Regions from separate parts of the Mus musculus genome. Here regions 2 and 3 are each linked to region 1. The links are chromatin contacts, called in public Hi-C maps. All regions are on one chromosome and are shown on one strand. Each heading gives the region's core, a stretch centred on a gene start, on an enhancer-like site or on the middle of the called end of the contact. The rest is flanking DNA. Distances are from core to core; before and after follow the strand shown.

Evidence for each region. A called contact is a pair of places that touch in the nucleus more often than the background predicts.
Region 2: a Hi-C map of the N1E-115 cell line shows a contact between it and region 1, with 4 times the contacts expected there. The contact joins two enhancer-like sites. A contact is called at or near these places in 2 of 39 promoter capture datasets (3T3-L1-derived adipocytes and hippocampal neurons), 1 of 484 Hi-C or Micro-C datasets (the N1E-115 cell line) and 1 of 9 other capture datasets (embryonic stem cells).
Region 3: a Hi-C map of the N1E-115 cell line shows a contact between it and region 1, with 10 times the contacts expected there. The contact joins two enhancer-like sites. A contact is called at or near these places in 1 of 484 Hi-C or Micro-C datasets (the N1E-115 cell line) and 1 of 115 datasets of contacts at active chromatin or transcription factors (a beta-TC-6 cell line).

The regions. Positions count from the first base shown.
Region 1 is chr4:82,146,867-82,151,392 of GRCm38.p6, forward strand. No RefSeq gene overlaps it. Among named protein-coding and RNA genes, the nearest start is that of Gm11264, 83 kb to the left of the region's middle. Within about 2 kb of position 1,830, at least 12 of the 459 cell types and tissues checked have an H3K27ac peak or open chromatin away from gene starts, as enhancers often do. A contact at or near this core is called in the N1E-115 cell line, where this site is marked.
Region 2 is chr4:82,301,446-82,306,212 of GRCm38.p6, forward strand. All of the region lies in intron 11 of Nfib (nuclear factor I/B), which reads right to left. Among named protein-coding and RNA genes, the nearest start is that of Nfib, 200 kb to the right of the region's middle. Within about 2 kb of position 2,941, at least 116 of the 459 cell types and tissues checked have an H3K27ac peak or open chromatin away from gene starts, as enhancers often do. A contact at or near this core is called in the N1E-115 cell line, where this site is marked.
Region 3 is chr4:81,953,744-81,958,731 of GRCm38.p6, forward strand. No RefSeq gene overlaps it. Among named protein-coding and RNA genes, the nearest start is that of Gm46886, 22 kb to the left of the region's middle. Within about 2 kb of position 3,353, at least 9 of the 459 cell types and tissues checked have an H3K27ac peak or open chromatin away from gene starts, as enhancers often do. A contact at or near this core is called in the N1E-115 cell line, where this site is marked.

The sequences.
Region 1 (4,526 bases), core at 580-3,079:
GGGATGTTAGTGTTCTTATCTCCATCTCTTCTGAGCCATCTCTCAATTACTTCGTAATCCTATTTCATGATATGTTGGTTTTTGTTTTCATTTGTTTTTGTCTTTCTAAACAACAGGTTGATGGGGACATTTCTCCTATTCCATTAACACTGGTTGGATAAGTACTTACCGCTAAACCAACAGTCCACACCACAACTTGGCTTCCTTTCCTGTGTCCTATGAATCTCATTCTACCTGGGCTCTGCCCGAGTCCCTGTTCCTTGAGCACGAAGTTGCTTCTATCTCTATCTCTAAGCCATCCCTTCCCCCTAAAATATCCTTCATCTTTGTTCAATATGGTAAGGTTATACCGACATGTATAAAACGGAGCAGAAAGACTCAGAAGTCTTCTGCATCGATTCTATCATCCTGTCAATTCTTTTACACTGTGTCCTAAAACATTTTGTCATATCAAAGATCATTATTCTCTTCAAGTGCAGAGATTTTTGCTTTTGTAGTTCACCTTCTTAGGGGCATAGCTATGTTTTAGCCTTTGATATTGCTGCGTGATTTTAAAAAGATCTTGCTGAACACGGTCAATGGTTAAACCAATGAATTAACAATGGAAATATATCAAAAGGCTTTGGTCAAGACAAAGCAAGCTATGGGGAATCAGGAGTGCTGTGACTGAGTTAATTACTCAGAGTAACCAAAACAATGGCTCTGGTATATCATAGTGTGATTTCAAGGAGAAGATAAATATGTTCATCTTTTTCTGAAATTTATTTCCAAAAATAATATTGGCACAAGGGGCAGCAAGTTCCCCAAAGTTTGGTATTCACTGATTTTCAACTGATGTTCTTTGCTGTCCTGTAGCCCACTGCAGAAAGAGGGACATGAAGTTTGTATAAGACTGCTGTGGAAAACCGTACAGAGCTTCAGGGTGACTGTTACTGGCCTTAAAACTATGGGGAAGATCTTTTTAAGTGTGGGGCTCTGTGCAGTTATGCGTGCCTCTCCAAATTTTCACACAGTATTATTAATGATTTCCAAATATACTCTTACAAGAAATGTAACAAAAGAGACTCCTTCTTACTATGAATTCTAAGACCTGTTGTGGAGGTTTCTCTGGACCTACTTTTAAATTATTTTTTTCCAGATTTCCATTCCAAGAAAAAAAAAAAAAACCCTGCATACAATCATTTTCTTACAAGAAAGCAGGGATGTTTTATTATATTGCAGTCTGTTGATGAATGTTATACGTGTTTGGCTATGGTTTCTCTGATCTAAGGGTAACTAAATTTAAAAGGGGAGGGAACTCTTTTCAGAATGTCTGTGTCCAACACAAGAAAACTTCCTCTGCACAAGAGCCAAATGCATAGAATTGACTCTGGCCTCCCAGGACCCTTTATTTTTAAGAGTATTTCATGTTGAGTACAGCCTGCAACTTGAGCCTTCAGCGGGGTGTGACTGAGTAGGGGGATAGTGGCAAGAGTGACAAGACCCTGGCTAATAGGGGAGTCCCCTGGAGGTATGCTGGGTATAATTAGTGGCACAAGGTTACAGCTTGCATGTAATTTACTTTGAAGAAAAAAAAAAAGTCAGCCTCCTGCTACAAAGTGCATTTACGGGTTTAGAAGGGAGTCTGTTGACCTTCCCTCCTCCCTGAGGTTGGCCGCCTAACTGATCCCTTTTGCATTCCTTTCTTTATTCTAGTGGAGACTTTTTTTTCACCCTTTACACAAATATACACCCACACCTCATCCACTTAAACTCACTCCCACTCCAACAGATGCACAAGGGCACCAAGTCAGGGGACATTCCCCCAGCCAATATGCCATGAGGTCTCTGGGTCTTGGATGCTGTTGCCAAAACCGGCTGTGCTCTTCTGCCAAGTTCCCTCCCTCTTTGAATGACATCTGAAGGGACAAAGGGGCAAAAGATGATCACAGGACATTTTTGGTGTCAACACCACTTTACATGACGTATTCAAGACCTCTAGTCAAAACAGGGAGTGGAGAATGATGATAGGGTAGAGGCGATGGCAAGACAGCCAGCTAGACAAATTCCAGGACCATATGCAGTGAGGGCTGCTACTCACTTCCTCTCTGAAGCAAAGAATTAAGAGCAGAGATGTCTTCCACCTGAGCAGAATGTTGCACCCTATATGAACTCTACCACAAACTAATGCTATTCCAGAAGAAGGGGATGAGCATCCTTGGACCTATGACTGCTATTTAGCTTCACATCATTAGTCCTTAAACTCTGAATTAACTAAGACAAATTGAGATACCTAGTAACCTAGTTAATTTACTTGAGATAAACTTTATCCATTAGGTTTGTATCCATTAAGCATCTCTCCCAAATAATTGGTACATCTTCCTGCTACCTCTCCTAGTTTGTCTAGAAAAGAAAATAAGTCACAATTCTCGCAAAGCAATTATTGAGCTACTTTTACTAAAAGCTCTCACACTCTCTTCTCCTCATTTACTCTGAGTAGCTGGAGGTAGGGAGGCACAAATTTTTATTTTGGTGGGCTAATGCTTTTTTAATTTTATAAACTTTATTATTTAAAAACACTTGCAAATAAGCAAAAAAAAAAAAAAATCACATGCCAAAATTAACCAGACCCAAAGTCTACACAACTTAATGAACTTCTATACAATTAGAGTAGGCATTTGGAAAGGAATTCTGCAGCTTCACATTAATTTTATACTTTTAGTATTAGATATATTTTCTACACTTATCTACCACCACCACCACCACCCCAAAATTCATGACAATATCAAAACTTTCTAAAGCAACTTTATATTATCTTTCACAACAAGGAAAGGACATAAGTTATGAAATATATTTTGAATCTTCCCATATCCTGCTTAATCTATTCATAAGGACAGTGTCTCTAATTTGGGGTTTTCATTTATTCTACAGGTATTCACTGAATTCCTATGCAGCACAGACCTGAGACACCACTAGAGTTTTGAAATGCAACCTCATTTCCCAGCAAAGAAAACTGATATAAGTATCTCAAACTCTTTTAGGAGGTCAAGTTTGACCTAAGCAATTCCAAGTCCAATTCCCATTTAACATGGAAATTTGCACAGTGCAAATCTCTATTCTTCTCCAAGTTTCCAGATGCTACAGGGTCATCAAGAACAAAGCTCCTCCTTTTGAGCATCCAGCCAAGCCTGTCAGAGGCAGGGCTACCTGGCTGATAGATTGCTCTGCTGGAAGAGGTGGCTGCACACATGGACAGGATACATGAGGTGGCTCATAAAACTTACGAGCCATGTTCTGTGGTGTGGCCTGGGTGAGAGATGGTTCAGCTTCAGTGGAGGGATAATTAAAACCAATTAAGTGTTGCTGGAGAGATGGCAGGATTCCACTAAGACTTCAAGGGTGTGTAAACTTGCTCTGGGAGAGGGCCAGGAGCCCAAGGCCCTCACCTTATTTATTTAGGGAAGAAAAAAATCTAAACAGATTGTTGAACCATGGGAAACCTTGCATACTGGCCATTTAGTCTCATCAAGAAGACATCATCTAATGGAATCTAAAAAGGATTTTGGATCTCTGGTTCTCCTAAACGTCCTGGGTCATCTGATTATGAAATGTATACCCACACTTCACTAACCCAGATGATCCTCCCTATATATTTGGGGGGGGGGGGGCTGACACCATAATTGGATTCCTTCTTTTGATTTGTGGGCTAACACCTTTGGGAGTTGAGTTTATAAAAATGAGATACAGTACAGGAAAAGAAACCTGAAATCTAAGGACAGACGAAGGGGATGTTATTTAAGAAGAGGAAGTTCTAGCTAGAAATACAAACACAAGAGGCATGAGATTATAGAACATGAGAAAGAAGGCTCCAGAACAATCTTGTGAAATCAATAGGTGAGAGCACTGAAGGACCAGAGCCAATGAAAACCTAATATGTTGCCTTGGTTTCCTAAGACACTGAGGATGGTAGCACTCAGTGCTAGATACACCTCGGATATGGTGGCCTTTCAATTGCAGTCTATGATATCCAGTATCTATTTTTTTTTGTTTGGTTATAGTTTTGTTTGCATTTTTCTTGATCTGTTTACCTCTGTCTTAAAACTTTAGCTATAATTTGTTTGTTTGCTCTTATCATCTAGGAGAAATGAATCCTCAGATAAAGATAACGAAATGGAGAGCTGGATTAAGATTAGACACATTCAAGTTTTAGAGAAAGCAAAAGATAGGGGGTTCTAGAATCCTGGGCCCTTCTCTTTGTCTTTGTTTTTCCCCTGGAAAAAAACAAGAGCTGAGTATTAGGTGTTCTCCATGATCACCTACTTCATGTTGAGTGGACAGAAATAAAGCTGAAAGTCTGCACAATGCACCCAACAGAACGTACGGCTTGCTGTTTTCCTTCCACTAGAGAATATAAAGGTAAAGGTTTTGTCAGCCTGGCCCGACACTTCAGAGAACTTAAATAATGCTCCTACACGCTGTCAGCAGGGAAGAATGGAAGCTTTGTCTCATACGCAGAAATACATTTCCTCCAGGAATAAATAAGAACA
Region 2 (4,767 bases), core at 1,691-4,190, 160 kb after region 1:
AGCATTCCAATATTAGGTCATAGAATGTCAGCATTCTAATTATACTAATACTGTCCAGGGGAATCACACTATTGGCCATTTAGACTGATGGACTGATTTTCCTTCAAGGATTATAGGAACTCTTTTAAGAAACCTGAGCAATACTAAGTAATAGAGAACAAAGATTTGTTAGGTTTATACAAAGTCTGTTGTATAATTAAAGTAGCCATATTGTTAACAGATAGTGGTGGGAGCCTGAAGACCACAGAAAATGGTAATTTAGAAAAATTTGCTTTCAATTACTTTGCACCAGTTTCAGGTGTTACCTGTTATTCTTTTGGCCAAAGGACATTTTTGATAAATTACTAACATGCTGGTTTTAATATCTTTTCCAAAAACATGCAGGAAGGAATTTTCTCTGCTAAAGCAAAAAAAAAAAGTCTGAAAGAATTGGCTCAGGTATGTTAGTTAAGTCTAGATATACTATCTTGCATCTTAACTAGCTGCTTGCTTTCTTGTGAAAAACAACTCATTCACATCAGTGGACAGAATAAATGAGCATGCTTCAGGTTGAATCTATTAATATATTAGAACAAAGAAGACGGCATCCGATCAATAGCACTTACACAGCATGAGTGATTTGCTATACATGGTCTATGTGATTGACCTACCTTAAGGTTTTTCATCCTAACAACCAACATTCATGCTTAGTTTATGGATGAGGAAATTGAAGCCTGAAGTCTTGCCCAACTGTACACTGTATTAGGTAGCAGAAGCCCAGGTCTTAGCCACAGGATTGGAGCCCTGGAATCTGCATTCTTACCCATACTCTTTACTTCAACTCTCTGTGAAAAACATTTCAATTTCCTGTTCCTATATTTGTACTGCAGGTGAATTATAAATGATATCCAATGGCTTATGGCTGACACTTAGATGCATGAGATCTCCTGAACAAGAATAATTCCACATTAGTAACTGTAATTGATTTATCCAATGTTAGTTGCTTTCCAACTGAAAATAATATGTGCCTTTGTTTTGTGTGTGTGCAGATGTGGATGTATGACAGTAATTTGCTTTTGAGCCCCCTTTTACAAGGGGCCAGAGTGAAAGTGAATTATACTACATGCTTTATAGAGGTCCTGGATTTCTTTGATTTATTTTTCCCATTTTTAATGATCATTATCGCCATATGAATGATCCTATTTGCATGCAAGATGATTTCTAATGATTATAACTATTTGTAATAGTCTGCATCAGAAAGCCCCCTCGCTAGCTCTTACCTGCTCTGCAAAGGGCCCCAGTGGGCTCTCTGGGAAACACCAAATATCATAAACTGCAGGTGGCTCATAGAATGAATCTAACTGCAAGCAATAGCACTTCATAGTAATGAAAGAGAAGTGTATTTATTTCTTAACTAAGTAGGTAAATAGCCTTCTTTATTGTTAATCCTTGGGGAGCCACACTTTTGAAAATAACATCAAATGGGAGGCTGTCAAACCTCATTGGTTTATAGTCAATTGTTTCAGACGGCTTTGCTTCTGGGGGACGCTGGATCAAGGGTTCATTGTAGCACGCATTAGTGAAAGTATTTTCCAAATTTAAAAAAAAAAGGGGGTATCATATACCAGTGAAGTACTGCATCTGCAAAAGACGACACGCAATAGTGACTTCACATGGGGACAGCGCAGCTGTCTAGGGAACCAGATCATTGCTACCCTTTGCTTTTACTATAGAGGCTTCCTTCCACACATGATGTTAGAAGGCCCTTCAACAAGGGAACCCAGGCACTTCAAAAGTCACAAAAACTTACTTGCTTACAACAGTCAAATGTAAATAAGATTTAAAGGGCAATCCTTCCCCTCAATCAGGAAATTAAGCATATTTTTTAAAGATTTGATTTTGCTCATATTTTAGAGCTAAAAAACCTATGATAGAAAATTATGAAGTTGTTAACTACAAATCAATTACAAGACACCCGTGCATGCATACACACACACACACACACACACACACACACACACAGACACACACACTTATGAAGCTACCGGATGTTATTGCCAATTAAAATATAAAAACATACAGGCCAACTGTAGTCATTTACTCCTCCCAGACCATGCCACAGGGAAGCCCACATGTTGATTTCCAGCCTTTCTCTAGTCTGTATTCCTCTCCACCCCTGGGCTTCTTTTCAATGCTATTGTTACAAGGGTTACTGCTCCTCTTATTTGCATAAGTGATTCTTCAACTACAGACATTTCCCTACCAAAAAAAAAAAAACTCCGGTTCTCCAAAATAGTGCTTTTCACAGAAAGGCTCCCCAAAGGCATACTAAATGAAAGAGAAATGTGAGTTTGTATAAAAGCCAGGAGACTCTTTCACAAATGATTTTTCTTAAAAGCAAATACTAGTATTATTTTTACAGTTTTGCTTCTAAAGAAGAGGACTTGTTTATACCAGATTTCTGAAGAGTAAGATGTCAAGGAGTTAACAATTATATTTATGACATTGGCCCTTTCACTGTGTTCACATATGCAGAGAGCTCCCAGAACGAAGAAAATAGGAGAGGAAACTCTATTTCTACACTTTCTGATATGCAACATAAATATTATTATTCCCCATGTGGAAATTCAACAGGCTTTTGTCTTTACTGCTGTAGCATTTCCTATAAAAATACATTCATTTCTAGGCTCTATTATTTAAATATGACCTGATTCACAGTACACCTAGTTCCAGCTCCTTGATCACAACAATGAAGTGATGGTGTGTGGGCCGCAATGGAGCTGACTTCCTCAGCAGAGAGTGTGCGTGTTTACACGGTGCTTTGCATAAACCATCTTCAAACAAGGTCAGCATTTAGCACACTTCCTTTAGCTGCAAAAGGGTTAACCAGTAAGGTTTGCATTTTGAGAATGTTCTGAATCCTGCTCCTCCCTCTCTGGCTCTGCTGCCAAAAACCATCTGACAGGAAACGGAAGATTAAGTTTGTCCTACCTAGGCGAACAAAGAGTGCTCTGAACGAGCTCCCACTTCACTGCAGAGCGGGAACTTTTCTAATCCCGCTGGAATCTGCAGCGCTGCTCTGAAAGTACCATGGAGAAAGTTGTTCTCTTTCCTCTAACATCTTGTCCCTGGATCATCTCGCTTTGGCCACACTGTCCATCCAAAAGGGTTGACGGGAAAGCTCCAGACATAATCATGTGGAAAATGGACATTATTGATTCCTATGGCCCATTGTTCCCCCATGCTAAGTCCCTGAAGTTCAAGTTCAATCTGGAATTACATCATGTCTGGTTTCTCCTGGTTACCAGACGGCTTGAGACGTGACCACAGCTACAGAAAAAACAAACAGCCTTCTTCACGCTTCGGCTCCCCTATCGATTCAAACGTAAACTTTTTTTCTTTCTCTCAAGTATGCTTCAAGTATGGAGCATGGTTAATTTAGAGATTAAGTTCCAAATTAGATTATCTAATGGCATCTTAATGGATTGCTGACCCATTTCCTGTGGGATGGCAGCATGCAAGTCTGGCTGGAATACAATTAATTTCTTAGGAAGTGTTCTGAAGAGTTTGTCTAGATAAAAAGGAAACGGCCAGTTGGACAAATCTCTCTTTATAAATGGAGAAAGGTAGGCGAAAATGATGTCTCAACACTGCTTCCAATAGCCAGATCAGAGACAGAGACACTGTGTGTGTGTGTGTGTGTGTGTGTGTGTGTGTGTGTGTGTGTGTGTGTGAGCGAGTGAGTGAAAACCATTTCGGATAATCTGAATAAAATACTACCGCCTTCAGTTTTGCTCTCCCAACAGGTGCAAATGATGCTGATGAGGACAGAAAGTCACTGCTTTCACGAGACTATTCAAAGCAAAGGATGACAACAGCAGCTGCCCTGGTACCAAACCCTGCTCAGATGCAACCTTAGATTTCATAATTCTCAGCCTTGAACCAAGGACTCACCTATGCCACCTAGCTTGTCAGCATTTCTATTAGTCCTGGAGTGGTGCTAGGGCCCCAGGATGCTGTATAAAAATGTGAACACTTTAGAGCCAACAGCTGAAAAGAAGATTCAGAGATGGGAATCCAGCTTCCCCTCCTCCCCCCAGCCCCCCAAACACACACACACACACCACCACCACCATCCCAAGGAACTTCAGAAACAACCCAGCTGCCCCGGACTGCAGTTTTGTGTCAAGATAAGAAATCCTGAGCAGGAAATGCTAACCTAGGAGACATGCCAGGATAGTCTAAATAATGCTGAAGTAAACAGTAGCTTAATTCTATAGGAACAGGACTGTCCACATACATGCATCGCATGTGACACTTACCTGTCTACATAAACGTACACGTGTGAATGCAGTTTGCAACCTACTGAAAATTATCTTTAAGTTTTTGGTTTTTAGTCTTTCGATAGAGAACATACATTTTATAAAGAAAAGCAGTGTTTCACAATAACTACTGAGCATGCCATGCACACGGCTGCCCCTTTGCTTTGCCCTCCCCCTGACCAGCCAGATCCAAATAACCTTTACTGGCTGCTAAACTTCTCTTGGGAAATCAAGCAACTCTCTGGAATTGCAGTAATAAACGACAATTTCTTACAAAAACACGTGTAAAGTAATGGCAGGATGAAGCATTCAACTCAAAGAGAGGAACTGGGAACACATGGAACATGGAAAACCACTGATAAAAGTCTCTTTGGTGCCATTCAATTATGGCATCATAAGCAGGAAAAAAAAAATCCTCCCAATTATTTCAGTCAAATCTTCATTTCTTCATTATTTCAGGGGCTGA
Region 3 (4,988 bases), core at 2,103-4,602, 190 kb before region 1:
TAGATACATCCTAGTTATGGTTTATATTGCTAGGAAGAGACACCGTGACCTTATAAGGAAACTCTTATAAGAAAACATTTAATGGGGGCTGGCTTTCAATTTAGAGGTTTAGTCCAGAATGGTCTTGGTGGGAAACATGATGGCACGCAGACAGACATGGTATCTGAGTGTTTTTCATCCATATTGGCTGGCAGTAGGAAGAGATTGAGAAGCTGGGTTTGGCTGGAGCATCTGAGGCCTCAAGCCCCATCCTCAGTGACATGCTTCCTTCAACAAAGTCACACTTAGTCCAAAAAGACTATACCTCCTAATAGTGTCACTCTCTATAGGCCTATGTGGGCCATTTTTATTCACATCACCATAGATACCATTATATGTCCTGCTTTCTACTACTGAGGAAATTCCTTTGAAGTGGACTTTATGACTTAAAAAGCAAGGCATCTTCTCTTATTTGTTATAGGCCCCACTGTTCACTGGATTGGCTGGTGGTATTATTAGCAAACATTTTCTGCCAAGGGCTGGATATTGTATTGTGAGCCTTATGATTCAAAGGCTCAGGTGCTGCCCCAATCATATAGTACAGAAGTAGTGTGGTTAGTGTGGAACTGAGTGAGTCTTGCTGGGCTTTGATGGACCCTTGTTGCTGAGTACTAGAACTTCAAGGAATTGTTACAAACTTCAAAATATTCCTCTTGAATTTTGTTTCAGTAACTTAAAAATATGCCAAAAGCCACATAGTTCACAACCCATTCCTACAAGGAAAGGAGGCAGGGAGGCAGGATTTGACCTGGAGGTTAGAGTCTGGAAATTCCTGGTATAGAGATTACTGGTTTAATAAGCAATTTTGCAGTACATTAAAATATTCCTCTTTGGGTTTAAGAGGGGATTCAAGGATCTCTGGGGGAAAGGATATAGAATAGATTTCTCAGATGGACTAGGATCAGATGGAGTTGGGTACAGGGAGGATCAGATGTGGTGAAAGAGAGAGGGAAAATACTGGGAGAATGACTGGAATTGGGGGGACATTTGTGAAGCAAGATAGAAGCCTAGTGTAATGGATCTTGCATGGAGTCCACGAGAATAATAGGGAATACAGGGCCTGACCTGGTCATCTTCTTTAATCAGGCAAGGCTTCAAGTGAAGGGATTGGGATACCAACCCAGACACAAATCCTTTAACCTACATATTGTCCTGCCTACAGAGTGTGTTAGGACCAGAACCTAGTAGAATGAAGAGACTAGAGAGACATCATCTAGCCACTGTTCAGAACAGATGCAGAATACCACAGACAAACATTAGGCAAAGCTTAGGGAGACCTGTGGAAGATGCCCAGCGATGATTAGGGAAGCAGAGAGGTCAAGGACCCACCACGAGAACATGATCCGAAGAATCAACTGACCTGGATTCACGGGAACTCGCAGAGATCAGGGAGCCTGTCTCCTGGATATATGTTATAGCTGAGTAGTTTGGTGTTCTTGTGGAAATCCCAACAATGGGAGCAAGGGCTGTCCCTGACTCTTTTGACTACTTGTGGGACCCTTTTCCTCCTACTGGATTGCCTTGTCCTGCATTTCCTTGATATGATGAGATGTGCCTGGTCTCATCGTAGATTGTTATAAAATGTTGTTTGATGACTCTGGGAGGTCTGTTCTTCTCTAAAGGAAGTGGGTGGATCTGGGGGGGAAGAGAAGGCGCAGGGTGGCTTGCGGAGATGATAGCGGCAGGGGAGAACTGGGGAACTGTGATGGGGTGGGTGTAATATATGAAAGGGAATAAAAATAAATTCCTCCTTAGTGAGATACTGATCTCTCCTACACGTTTTTGTTGGCTTTTTAAAATTCACAAGGCGGGGCTGGTGAGATGGCTCAGTGGGTAAGAACAACCGACTGCTCTTCCAAAGGTCCAGAGTTCAAATCCCAGCAACCACATGGTGGCTCACAATCATCTGTAACGAGATCTGGCTCCCTCTTCTGGAGTGTCTGAAGACAGCTACAGTGTACTTACATATAATAAATAAATAAATCTTTAAAAAAAAATTCACAAGGCATCAAGCCTACTTTGGGCACCACTCAGTATAAAAGCAGTCAATGGATAAATGAATGTCTCTGCACATTAACTGCTGTCAGTATTGATTCAAATCACACTTGAGCATATTGCTTGAAGAAACCAAACAGCATTCATTCTTATGGTTTTACTTAAAGTTGTTCTTGTATCAAGCTAAACCACAGCAGTATTTTAGGGACCCTAATTACACCGACACCTTCTATTCCTCCATTCTCTTCACCTCCTTATAGTACAAAGCTGTCTATACGCACACGCTTTAACTAGAGTTATTCAAAGGGAGGAGCTATACTTTTGCAAGATGCAGTGAGACTATAGTGAGAAACAGAGAAATGTCCCTGTCTCTCAATCAGTTACTGAAGAACTATTGCTGAGAACATTGTTGGCTCCTCAGTGTATTTATTGTTTTTATAAGGGGAATTTTGCTCAGCTACAAAAAGAATTTTGTTTTCATTTTTTTTGTTTGTTTTGTTATTGTTGTTTGCTATCTTTTGTTTTTCTTTGTGTGTTTTTTTTTTTCAAGACAGAATTTTTCTGTGTAGCCCTGGCAGTCTCTCTCTATACACCAGGCTGGCCTCGAACTCATAGAAATCTGCCTGCCTCTGCTCCCTGAGTGCTGGGATTCATAGAATGTGCCACCACCACCCGGCTAGTTTCATTTTTTTCTCAAAGCGGACTCCGTGCTGTGTGAGCACAGAGAGTCTCTTTTCTCGTTGACTAGCTTTCTGTGTGTATAGTTTCTATTTTATTTTTAATTATGTGTGCATGCATATGAAGGTAGGTACCCAAGGAAGCCACAAGAGGGTGTCAGATCCCTGCATCTGAGGATACAGGTGGCTGTGAGTCACCCTATGTGGGTACTAGGAACAACACCCAGGCCCTCTAAAATGAGTCCTTAACTACTGAGTCATCTATTTAGACCACTATCTGTGTATTTTAATGTGTTATGCTTTATGGAACATTACAAGCTGTGCCTTCTTTCCCCCTTTTCTTCATCTTCTAATGGGAAAACACTACTTTTAAAAAGAAAAGAACACCGTGTTGGCAATGTTTAGTGTGCAAAATGTTCAGGACTGATGAGAGTGAGGAGGGTCCCAAGTCTGCACATTTATCAGCAACTGTCCCAAAAGGTTAATCGGCTTGGAGTGTCTCTTCTCAGTATTCCCAACACTTCCATTTTAAATCCCAAGTTTATCTTGCTTTTAAAAATATTTGCCCCGTGACTCCATTTGCAAGCCTGGGAGTCCAGACATGATTACTCCAAATTGGAGACCTTCAGACTGGGAAGGACTATAGTCCAAGGTCAGAGCAAGTGACGGTACTGGGGCAGCAGCCTGCCCTGGGGATTTATCTGCTAGGTTTCAGGAGTGACAGTAAAGAACTGGGCTGCCTGATGAACCCAATGAACAGAAAAAAAAATCTGTCCAAACATGGAAAGCTCACTGCAACGATTGAGGAAACATTGCCTATTTGTTTGGAGTACATTTAATTATTTTTAAACATGTGCAGCTTGTAGTTCAGTGAACATGTCAGGGATAATAGAAGACGAAAGGCAAATGAGGAGAGGCGGTGCTGGTCCTGGAGTGGCTCTTCTCCACAGCTGGCTGCTGGGTGAAACAGTTCCTTCCAAAGTGTGGCTCCTTGTCTGTCACCTAATGAAATGCAGTAGGGGGATTAATGTCATTAGCTGAGGCCAACCTGCTGTGTAGTAAACAGAGATATCCCCCCCCCTCATTTGGGGGGAGTGTTCCTCAGCTCCTACCCACTGGCCTGCAAAGGTCACTCCCCAGCCTTCTATTAGTTAAATGGGAAGAAATTAACTGGGCTGGAGAATCTTGTGGTCTGTTTGAGGGAGAGCAGGCTCTAGGCAATTTAGCATCCAAGTCTGCACCTCCCTCCCTTCTCTTGCACTAATTGGAGCTTAAATTTCTTCTTGGAGGGGGTTGGGGGGTGAGGTGGGGTGGGGGACATGGGAGGATAAAAGCCCTCCAAATAAATGTTTTACAGAAGAAGAAAGAGGAGGAAGCAGAGGGTTTTGTTTTGATAAGCAAATTAACACAGAACATGGGGGATGATCTTGGATTGTCTTGTTCATCTCTCTCATGAACCATGAGCACTTCTCACATTTATCTGCAAAGTCAAATGCTCAGAAATGCATGTCTTGCTCTACACAAACTGCCAGGAATGTAGACAGCCAACAGTAGCCAAGTGTAAAAGTTAAAATTTTATAATCTCTGGAATATGCACAAATCTTGGTTCTAAAGAACTTGAACTACTGGAAGAATGGTGGGGAAAGAATTCTGAAAAGACCGGCATGCACTTGCAGAGGACAGTGACAGCTCAGAGCCACAAACCGCAAACTTGAGTTACACGCAGCAATCCCAGCTAGATGTAAAATAAAAGGAAGAAATAACAAGTGAGAAAAGAACAAGAAAGTTTGAGGACAATATGATGAGAGAGCTCCAGCTGACTCTGCATCACACACCGCCTTGTGAGGTCTGCCCTTAACCCTTTCTTTATCGAAACAGAGCATCCCTTTGTACTGAGAGCTTTTAACGGCACTCTAACATGGGCACTGTGGCATTTTTGCAGCAATAGATATTAGTATCAACGATTATTATGAAGGATAAAGGAAAAAGAATCTCAGAGTCATTTGCATTTTTATGTTGCAAACTTGGTTCTGATCCACTCACATCCTCCAGTCTTCCTGGGACTTCTGGTAGTCTTGTTTTTAAAGGGCACTATGGCAGACTTACTATTCTCTCCTTATTAGCAGGCCAGTATGGTGAAGATGGAAAGTTGGTAACATCCTTCAAAAAGATCCAGGAAAAAAAAACCTTTAGCAGTTCAAGGCTAATAGTCCAGAGACCATAACAGTTTTGGGACAGAAATGATGTCTTAGGACTCAATACTGCCCCATAGATTGT